Regions from separate parts of the Xenopus tropicalis genome. Here region 2 is linked to region 1. A link is a contact called in public Hi-C data. All regions are on one chromosome and are shown on one strand. Each heading gives the region's core, a stretch centred on a gene start, on an enhancer-like site or on the middle of the called end of the contact. The rest is flanking DNA. Distances are from core to core; before and after follow the strand shown.

The links. A called contact is a pair of places that touch in the nucleus more often than the background predicts.
Region 2: a Hi-C map of gastrula embryo shows a contact between it and region 1, with 2.4 times the contacts expected there. The contact joins the enhancer-like site here to the promoter of cyp2c8.1 in region 1. A contact is called at or near these places in 5 of 5 Hi-C or Micro-C datasets (brain, gastrula embryo, liver and 2 more).

The regions. Positions count from the first base shown.
Region 1 is chr8:118,522,485-118,527,974 of UCB_Xtro_10.0, forward strand. It overlaps cyp2c8.1 (cytochrome P450 2C20), which reads left to right and starts at 3,772. Exons shown (of 9, transcript XM_002937205.4): 1 at 3,772-4,161. The coding sequence starts at 3,808.
Region 2 is chr8:118,572,926-118,578,076 of UCB_Xtro_10.0, forward strand. No RefSeq gene overlaps it. Among named protein-coding and RNA genes, the nearest start is that of znf883l, 19 kb to the right of the region's middle. Within about 2 kb of position 2,921, at least 4 of the 11 cell types and tissues checked have an H3K27ac peak or open chromatin away from gene starts, as enhancers often do. A contact at or near this core is called in gastrula embryo, where this site is marked.

The sequences.
Region 1 (5,490 bases), core at 2,522-5,021:
CAGAATCCAATAATTTGATCTTGCAAATGCAAAGTCAGTTTTATCATAGGATAATTACATTTTAGAAAAAGCAAGTATTTTGTAGAAAATTAACTACCTTTTAAGTTTAGAGGTACATCTTTACATCTCTTGCAAAATTTTATAATCTTTTTATTCATGAAAGGAAAATTCATATAGTATAGTCTGTTCAGATCAGCAGGTAGAAAGATTCTGAGATGTTTCATAAAAGGCTGAGATTTTTTTCTATACCAAGAAGGTTTTGTAGTTTAGTAGATACTAAGCCATATATTTCCATAAATTCAGTTTTTTACAAAACTAGCAGGGCTTGCAGAAGTTTTGTCTTCGCCACAGAAGAGTCTTGGAAAATTAGGAATTTAGTATTGGCCTATGAAAAGTCCAGATGTTTGCACTTAGTCAAGAGGATTTTGAGTTTATCAGCACAGTCCAAGAAATGTACTAAAACTATATTTGCTTATTATGTTCAGTAAATTGACCAGTTCTGTGTGCCCGCTCAATTTTATTTCAGGGGATGTCATTCTAGCTACCAAGGGCTTTGGGAAGCCACTGTGACATAGGCTGAATAAGGAAACTCTCACATCCAATTCTGAGATTAGGGTATTTTGTGAGGCAATTTGGTCAGCAAGTTTCTTAGTGTCTGCCTCAATTTTTATTGAGAACATCTCAAATGACTTTTCTATTATAGGGTTATTCAAGTCAGCTACTTTACAGGCAATTTGTAATCAATGTCATTCTGTACAGTATTTTGAGAGGGGAACTGTACTTATGTATTAGCAATACCATGCTATAGTTCCATGGGTACCCAGGGAAGAATAAAAGAAGACATTCCAAATGTCACCCTAATTGTTTTTGCTAGACTTAGACTATAATTGTCCTTATGCCAGACTATTTTAAACTGTTAAATAGATTAGAACGCATTATGCAAATGAGAATAGAACATTGTCTGTGCCACCGGCTAGGTATCTGGTCCCAGTCTCCTAATGTAATTGTCTCCTAGTTAGGATTAAGCTCTGTGTCTATTCTCCTAAACAATGCCTCAGGTTCAATGTAGTAGATTGGTAATGGGGACAGCTCACACTGGTGTAAAACTGACATTGCTACAGTTCCAAGGTATGGTACTGATCTAAAGTACATAAATCCTAGATCCCAAGCATTCAGGATAAGATATGCAATAAATGTACTTTACACACTTCTCCATAAGCACAATAAAACCCCTTGTACATAAAATTGTTTGTATGAAGAAAAACAAGGCTTGAATCCCTGTCTGCAGGATTTTCCTCTTCACAGAGTGGCAACAAATTTCTATCAATGTTGCCTGGAAAAACTGACGGACAGAAATGTCTACATTTGTTAGAATTTATCTATGTATCCTTTACTGTTCTAAGGCAAATTACATTCAACAAGGATGTATAAAGTATTTTATTGAACTAGTAACCAGAATCCTAGCCCTCTGCTGTTGGGGGTGTGAGTTGCAGTTCTACAACAGTTGGAAAGCTACAGGCTGCGTGGCCTGACTAATAATCTGCAAATATATATCAATTGTTACACATTGCACTCATTACAATATATAATTAAATCCACATGAGGCACCTGTGATGCAAGATGAAACTACCCAGGAAATATGCTGCTGATTGCAGATGATGAGTTTTTGGCAGAGAAAGTTAAATTGACAGTATAGCCCATACTACATGTTATTAACACATACATTCAAAACAGTGTTTTAATGGCCCATAGCAACTTACCTTACTGTATAAGCCAATTCATAAAGTCCAAATGTGTTCAGCAAAACTCTGGCATCAGCAGAAAGACAAGGAGACCCTCTCAGTCCAGGCAGCAAAGAGGTGTCAGTGAGAGCTCGTATCTTGATAAGCTGCCTATTGTTCAACTGACAGGCTGATCAGACAAGGCTCTGTGAGCAAGTGCTGGAAAACTACTTAGTGCTGCTTCTTTTAGAGACCGCAACTTGCATTTGCACTGACAAGCACAAGGGAGCCTTATAATTCCAGCAGAAAATATCTGACCCTTCCAGTATGTAACACTCCATGCACAGACAGTTGTACTCCAAATACAACGAAAAATTACCTACCTACAAACCCCTGTACAAAATGAGCCCTGCAGCATTTTGATTTCAGGTGTTGCTGATATTAAAAGGGATGAAATACATTTGCATTTTTGGTTGATGGTAAAACACACAGAATTGCATTGCTTAACAGTGTTTTGAAATGTTATTAACAAGTACAAGCCAAAAAGAGATAAGAAAATACTGAGGATCTATAGGGTATTTTATGCTTCTGCTTTTGGAATGTGTGTTGCAGTTCAACAACAGGATTCTGCAAGTATATATCAATTGTTACACATTACACTAATTGCAATGTATCATTTAATCAACATGAGGCACCTTTGATACTAGATGTTATGTTGTTTCTCCTGAATGTATATTGAGTCCATCTCCTGCCTGGTTAATTAACATTTATTCAATCCACATTCAGCCTTGGCTCCCCCAAAAACAACTGCAGCACAATTCAACAAGTGTGTTCACTAGATATACAATACAAACGTTAAAGTTTTGATTAAGCATCTTTCCTAACAGGTCCATGCAAACAAATGATAATACAAACTCCCCACCCCCTCCAACCAATGAAATATTACAACTGAATTTGAAGATTCAGTCAGTTCACTTCTTAATAATTGTGCCAGTGAATTTCACAGCAGTTCCCCAGTTCAATCTGGACTTCTCAGCTCCCACTACAAAGCCCTGTCCCAGTCACTGAGACCTATAGTAATCAGTAACACTTCAGCTTGCATAGTCTCACCAGAGTTGGCTTATTGGAAATGCTGATTGGATGCAATTACTGAAATCACAATACAAAGCACAAATTATCCAATTAAGCAGGAAATTTCTGTGCTTTAGTGGAAAAAGAGCACAGAACTTTTCTGTAACATGAAAATGTGGCTGGATATGGCCATACTTGTCTAGACAGGTTGACAACATTTGACCCTATTGGCGGCCAGTACTAACCAAAGCTGCATGTCGGCAATCCCTTGTAAATGGAAATTAATTAACACAAGGTGATGCCAACTAAAGAGACTTTGCTTTTTAGGCAGCATAAGGAGGGTGTTTATTTAAACGTCTCTTTTCTCATTTAAAATATCCTAACCGGTACAAATACATCGGCCCCATATACAGCAATCAATATGTTACCTAACCATGCACACACAAGTTATCATATTAGCGCCACAACAACTTGCAGCTTCCATAGAACAGACCCACAGCAATGAAATAAAAAAAATGCACAAAGTATAATTTTTAAACAAAGAACCAACAATATATGGTTACACTGAAATAATATATAAGTAGGGCCACACTGGCAATGTCCTTATAGGGGCTGGTTGGGCCTCTATGTAACTAAACTAGTGGGGTCCTTACGAGTCGCAGTCCGGACCTCACATACATACTGATATACATTGCATGACTTCGTTATCATTGTAGCATAAATGTTGCAAAAACAATGTTTCTTTATGAAATAACGAACGCGTGTTTTTTTTGTATCAAAAATGTATAAAAGGCAATCAGCCCATTGCTACTTACAATTAGGAGCTGCCTGTTCGGTCGAGCCTGGGACACAACCCTTGCGCGGTGTTCGTACCATAAAACGGAATCGGTAACTCCACGGAAAGTCCCCAAACTTACTGCTTCAGTCGCTATTGCCCTCATGGCACATGCTGTGGAATTAACACCATGAAACAGGCGCAGCGTCTATCCATTCCTGACGCAAGAGAAACGAGCATATGCATCAGCCGCTTCAGGTACAGGTGTGCTGCATCTCCGCGGCTCCGTCCGACCGTGACGCCACGCCCCCTCCCCGCCTAGACACGCCCACACAATGCGAGTCTCCTACTGAAGCGATCTCTGAGGCCGCTACAGACACGCCCAGGGCTCAGCATCTTATCTCCGTATCGCTTTGCTGCTGCTTCTCTTCAGACATGGATGTTCTTACACTTCTGCTAATCCTCTTATCACTTCTACTGCTGTTTTGGAGGAGATACAAGAAACGGCTTGATTTGCCCCCAGGACCATTCCCGTTGCCCCTGTTGGGTAATATTCTCCAGGGGAAGGCTGTGCTGTACGAATCGTATCGCAAGGTACAATGCTGAGGCAGTAGCTATAGGGTTATACTGACATGGAGCACATTACAGGTTGTCTAACCCGTGTATCCCTGGTACAGGTATGGGACCTGTTATTCAGAATGCTCGGGACCTGGGATTTTCCTCCATAAGGGATCTTTCTGTAATTTGGATCTCCATAAGTCTGCTAAAAATCATTTAAATATTGAATAAACCCAATAGGGCTGTTCTGCCCCAATAAGGGGTAATTATATCTTAGTTGGGATCAAGTACAGGTACTGTTTTATTATTACAGAGAAAAGGGAATCGTTTAACCATTAAATAAACCCAATAGGGCTGTTCTGCCCCCAATAAGGGGTAATTATATCTTAGTTGGGATCAAGTACAGGTACTGTTTTATTATTACAGAGAAAAGGGAATCATTTAACCATGAAATAAACCCAATAGGGCTGTTCTGCCCCAATAAGGGGTAATTATATCTTAGTTGGGATCAAGTACAGGTACTGTTTTATTATTACAGAGAAAAGGGAATCGTTTAACCATTAAATAAACCCAATAGGGCTGTTCTGCCCCCAATAAGGGGTAATTATATCTTAGTTGGGATCAAGTACAGGTACTGTTTTATTATTACAGAGAAAAGGGAATCATTTAACCATGAAATAAACCCAATAGGGCTGTTCTGCCCCAATAAGGGGTAATTATATCTTAGTTGGGATCAAGTACAGGTACTCTTTTATTATTACAGAGAAAAGGGAATCATTTAACCATTAAATAAACCCAATAGGGCTGTTCTGCCCCAATAAGGGGTAATTATATCTTAGTTGGGACAAAGTACAAGGTACTGTTTTATTATTACAGGGAAAGGAAATCATTTTTAAAAATTAGAATTATTTGCTTATAATGGAGTCTATGGGAGATGGCCTTTCCGTAATTCCAGATAAGGGATCCCATACCTGTATTATTCATCATATATAAGAATCTGATCAGCTTTAAATACATTATTTAACTGGTAGCCCCCCTTCCTATTTGCACATTTATTTGACCTATAATCGCCAGGTGATTTGATGTTCTTAATACACCCAGATCAGAAGGAAGCTTAAATGTAATTTAAACATATTACATCTGAATAATATGCCCAACATTATTCCAATGTAATATGTTTAAATAACATGTAATGTTCCTTTTTTCTTAACAAGTGACTTTTTTTTACTTACACATAGCTGTTGTTTAACTACAACTCATCATCTGAGGAGATGCTAAGCATAGAATACACTAAATGCAGCTTTAACCTCCAGTCCCTTTTTAATGCTGACTTCTAGAGGCCAGATCAGCATATTCCAGAGAAGG
Region 2 (5,151 bases), core at 1,671-4,170, 50 kb after region 1:
TTTGGGGTTCTCCTGGTTTGGATTTGAGATCAGCCAATCCTATTAGAAGTCTTCAATACATTGCTAGATTCTTCTCCTGAAGTCGTTAGCATGACAATGGATAGGTTACTATGAAGTTCAACAAAGTTATTGCAGTACCATCCAGAAGTCTGCCAGAGCCTAGTTTCCCTCCCAATTGGGTATTAGCTTGCTATGTCCCAGATAGTGCTCATATGGAGTACGACCAGGGAAAAGAAAAAATTCTATCATACTTACTGTGATTTTCCTTTCCTGGGAGTACTCCATATCAGTACGTTCCCATCCCTTATGCAAGATCCCTCTGATGGGGCATGGGGGCGGGGATATCCCAGATAGTGCTGATATGGAGTACTCCCAGGAAAGGAAAATCACAGTAAGTACGATAGAATTTTCCCTTTTTAAGGGACAGTTACTGATAGGCTCATGGGATGTTCTTTTTTTTCCCATAAAACGGATCAGCGCACCAAAGGCCACCTCTTTAGATTATAAAAATGGAATATTTGAAGCAGTGTAGGTGGTTTTTGATGAGTTCTTGAACAAGCATAATATCTACAGTTAGTATTGATGTTGGTATATATGGTTAATGTATGTGAGTGTATAGATGGGTCTGTATGTGAGTGGATAGATAGGTCAGTATGGGTCTGTATGTGAGTGGATAGATAGGTCAGTGTGGGTCTGTATGTGAGTGGATAGATAGGTCAGTGTGGGTCTGTATGTGAGTGGATAGATAGGTCAGTATGGGTCTGTATGTGAGTGTATAGATAGGTCAGTATGGGTCTGTATGTGAGTGGATGGATAGGTCAGTGTGGGTCTGTATGTGAGTGGATAGATAGGTCAGTGTGGGTCTGTATGTGAGTGTATAGATAGGTCAGTGTGGGTCTGTATGTGAGGGGATAGGTAGGTCAGTGTGGGTCTGTATGTGAGTGGATAGATAGGTCAGTGTGGGTCTGTATGTGAGTGGATAGATAGGTCAGTGTGGGTCTGTATGTGAGTGGATAGATAGGTCAGTGTGGGTCTGTATGTGAGTGGATAGATAGGTCAGTGTGGGTCTGTATGTGAGTGGATAGATAGGTCAGTGTGGGTCTGTATGTGAGTGGATAGATAGGTCAGTGTGGGTCTGTATGTGAGTGGATAGATAGGTCAGTGTGGGTCTGTATGTGAGTGGATAGATAGGTCAGTACGGGTCTGTATGTGAGTGGATAGATAGGTCAGTACGGGTCTGTATGTGAGTGGATAGATAGGTCAGTACGGGTCTGTATGTGAGTGGATAGATAGGTCAGTACGGGTCTGTATGTGAGTGGATAGATAGGTCAGTACGGGTCTGTATGTGAGTGGATAGATAGGTCAGTACGGGTCTGTATGTGAGTGGATAGATAGGTCAGTACGGGTCTGTATGTGAGTGGATAGATAGGTCAGTATGGGTCTGTATGTGAGTGGATAGATAGGTCAGTATGGGTCTGTATGTGAGTGGATAGATAGGTCAGTATGGGTCTGTATGTGAGTGGATAGATAGGTCAGTGTGGGTCTGTATGTGAGTGGATAGATAGGTCAGTGTGGGTCTGTATGTGAGTGGATAGATAGGTCAGTGTGGGTCTGTATGTGAGTGGATAGATAGGTCAGTGTGGGTCTGTATGTGAGTGGATAGATAGGTCAGTGTGGGTCTGTATGTGAGTGGATAGATAGGTCAGTGTGGGTCTGTATGTGAGTGGATAGATAGGTCAGTGTGGGTCTGTATGTGAGTGGATAGATAGGTCAGTATGGGTCTGTATGTGAGTGGATAGATAGGTCAGTGTGGGTCTGTATGTGAGTATACAGATAGGTCAGTATGGGTCTGTATGTGAGTGGATAGATAGGTCAGTGTGGGTCTGTATGTGAGTGGATAGATAGGTCAGTGTGGGTCTGTGTGTGAGTGGATAGATAGGTCAGTATGGGTCTGTATGTGAGTGGATAGATAGGTCAGTGTGGGTCTGTATGTGAGTGGATAGATAGGTCAGTATGGGTCTGTATGTGAGTGGATAGATAGGTCAGTATGGGTCTGTATGTGAGTGGATAGGTCAATGTGGGTCTGTATGTGAGTGGATAGATAGGTCAGTATGGGTCTGTATGTGAGTGGATAGATAGGTCAGTGTGGGTCTGTATGTGAGTGGATAGATAGGTCAGTATGGATTTGTGTGGGTGGTGGATTCACTCGGAAGGGTTGAAATTGATGGACTTTTTTTTTTTTTTCAACCCAACTTAACTATGTTATGAGCTGTGCTGTTGGCTAACATACTACAATAAATATGTCCCTTTGTCTAAAGAACAGACACTACAAGCCTGACCAAGTAAAAGATAGGGTTTTGTGGGCTTATACAAACAACAGTGTTTTGTGTATATGTGTGTGTGTGTGTGTATATGTGTGTGTGTATATATATATATACGTTATTCAGTACATAACATTGCCAGAAGTTAGCAATTAAGCGCCTTTATTATACAGGGAGACCTGTTGGTTACACAGTGACTTTAGCAATGCCTCAGAATACGCAGCTACCTACTAATCACGCAGGACTTCATGAAAGCGATATAACTAAGTTATTACATTGCGCCACCTGGTGTCAGAGAGCAGCATTAATGACGTACTGAAGCCCAATCACATGTGCGGAAATGGAAGGGATCCCAACACAAGTTACCCGAGAGCCGTCCGTAGCCTCCAGCCCCCCCCTCCCACAGCCGGGCTCAAGGGGGCGGCGCTTCCTCTCCCAGTCAGTCAGTCAGCGCCACAGGCTCGGCCTGGAAACGTCTAGTGCCCGTGTGTAATAAATATTCCAGCGGCAATGGACACGGTGCTTGGACGCCTTTGTTCTTATCTCTTAATCCCACAGATCTAACGCTCTCCCACCCCCACAGATTCCACTCCGGCTAATCCAATTACATGCTGGTGATTATCAGTAGAACTGCATGGGGCACTGGGGCAGGATGAGAACAATAAACAAAGCAGTAGATAACGTATCAGTTGCAGTTATGTATCTCTCTTGTCCAGTTTACAGAGCCCTCTATTGGAGTGATAGTAACATTGCCTCAGTAACAATTCTCATCGTCTTCACACAGCGGCCCCTGTTGGTTGAAATTCACCCTTTTATTAGTGACTGCGGTCTTGCATCTAAAGCCATCTGTTGGTAATAAGCAGAATAGCAATTAGAATAACCACTGTGTATCGGAGAGAGCCACCTGTTGGTTTTGAGCAGCATAGCAATGTCTGTATTGGAGTGACGACGGTGTATCGGAAAGAGCCCCACCTGTTGGTAATGAGCAGCATAGCAATGCCTGTATTCGAGTAACCACCGTGTATCGGAGAGAGCCATCTGTTGGTTTAAAGCAGCATAGCAGTGTCTGTATTATAGATTGACTACAGTGTATCGGAGAGAGCCATCTGTTGGTTTAAAGCAGCATAGCAATACCTGTATTATAGAGTGACTACCGTGTATCAGAGAGAGCCATCTGTTGGTTTAAAGCAGCATAGCAATACCTGTATTATAGAGTGACTACCGTGTATCGGGGAGAGCCATCTGTTGGTTTTGAGCAGCATAGCAATACCTGTATTATAGAGTGACTACCGTGTATCAGAGAGAGCCATCTGTTGGTTTAAAGCAGCATAGCAATACCTGTATTATAGAGTGACTACCGTGTATCGGGGAGAGCCATCTGTTGGTTTTGAGCAGCATAGCAATGCCAGCATTAGAGTGACCATGGTGTATCGGAGAGAGCCATCTGTTGGTTTAGAGCAGCATAGCAATGCCTGTATTAGAGTGACCACGTTGTATCAAAGTGAGCCACCTGTTGGTTAGAAAGCAGCACAGTAATGCCTGTATTAGAGAGCCCCCTGTTGGTTAGAAAGCAGCATAGCGACAGTAACAGCAGTCTAATGCACAGCCACCTGCAGGTAGGCCGCAGTTGGAACACAAGGCGCAGCAGCCTCTCTCACACACAGAGCCCCCTGTTGGTGGAACTATAGAACATAACGGATCTTATATTGGTCTTTCCCAAAGCGCCACCTTTTGTCCGGAAAGCAGCATAACAATGGTTATATTGCACTGTTTCGAGTTGTTAAAGGGTAAATATGCCGTTTTCGCATGCAACAGCTAATAGCGCTCCAGCAGAATCCTGCGCTTAAATCTGTTGTTTGTTTTTAAAGAGCAAATCAATTCTGTATAGTTAACTTTAATTAGTGAGACATCAGACAGCCGTTCCACTCATTTCATAGTATTATCTCAGCCAGCTGATTTTGCACTTGGATAAGATAGTCTTTAGTGCTGCTCTAAAATGTAATGTTTATATCTACCTGTGCCTTATCTTTTGAGCGTTATCTGTCCGTGCCGGCCTCAGACAATGGGCATATGATAGCCCACCCCCATGCGGCTTTTGATTGATGCAGCTGAACTGATAGGAGCTCCGGGTTTCTAGGCTGCTATCAGTCCTAGAAACGGCTGGTGCCTAGGGTGGAACCAATGAGGGGAGGGGGCGCATTTTCCAATAGTAGAGGGCACAATGATAGAAGTTTCTTTTAATACAAAAAAAATCCTATTGCTTACAGAAGAAAAAACTCACAGGATTTCCAACTGATTAATCATCCTTTCAAAATACATAGAAAATGATTCCCCCAAATTGTACAAGCCTATAACAATGCTTTCAGCCTTATGATGATATGCTCCCCTCCTTTTAAACTCCAAGAACTTCTTCCATTTCTGTGTTTTCCAGATCCCCTCCACATCCACCTCTCCCTTTTTCTTTATTTCCCACAATAAAAAAAAAAAAATACAGCTTTGCCACAATCATATCTATTACTTTCCTTAGTGGTAGCTCTTCCTTGTTATATAACTTCAAATTTCTTTATTCCCATAACACTTGTTTAATGCAGGTTGGGATTATCCATAATAGTTCAGTTTGCTATTTATTTAAAGCTGCAGCCCCACACAGTGCTATCCCACACGGCAACGCTTGGATCCCCCCAATATCCTTAAGGATTCCCTCACATTTTTTTCCAAATCTTATTCACAAACTTACATTCCCAGAACACATGTTAAAAGTTTCTATTCCTTTCTGCTCACCTCTTGGACAAATTTCTGTTTCACTTAAACCTCTTTTTCTCTGAAAAAA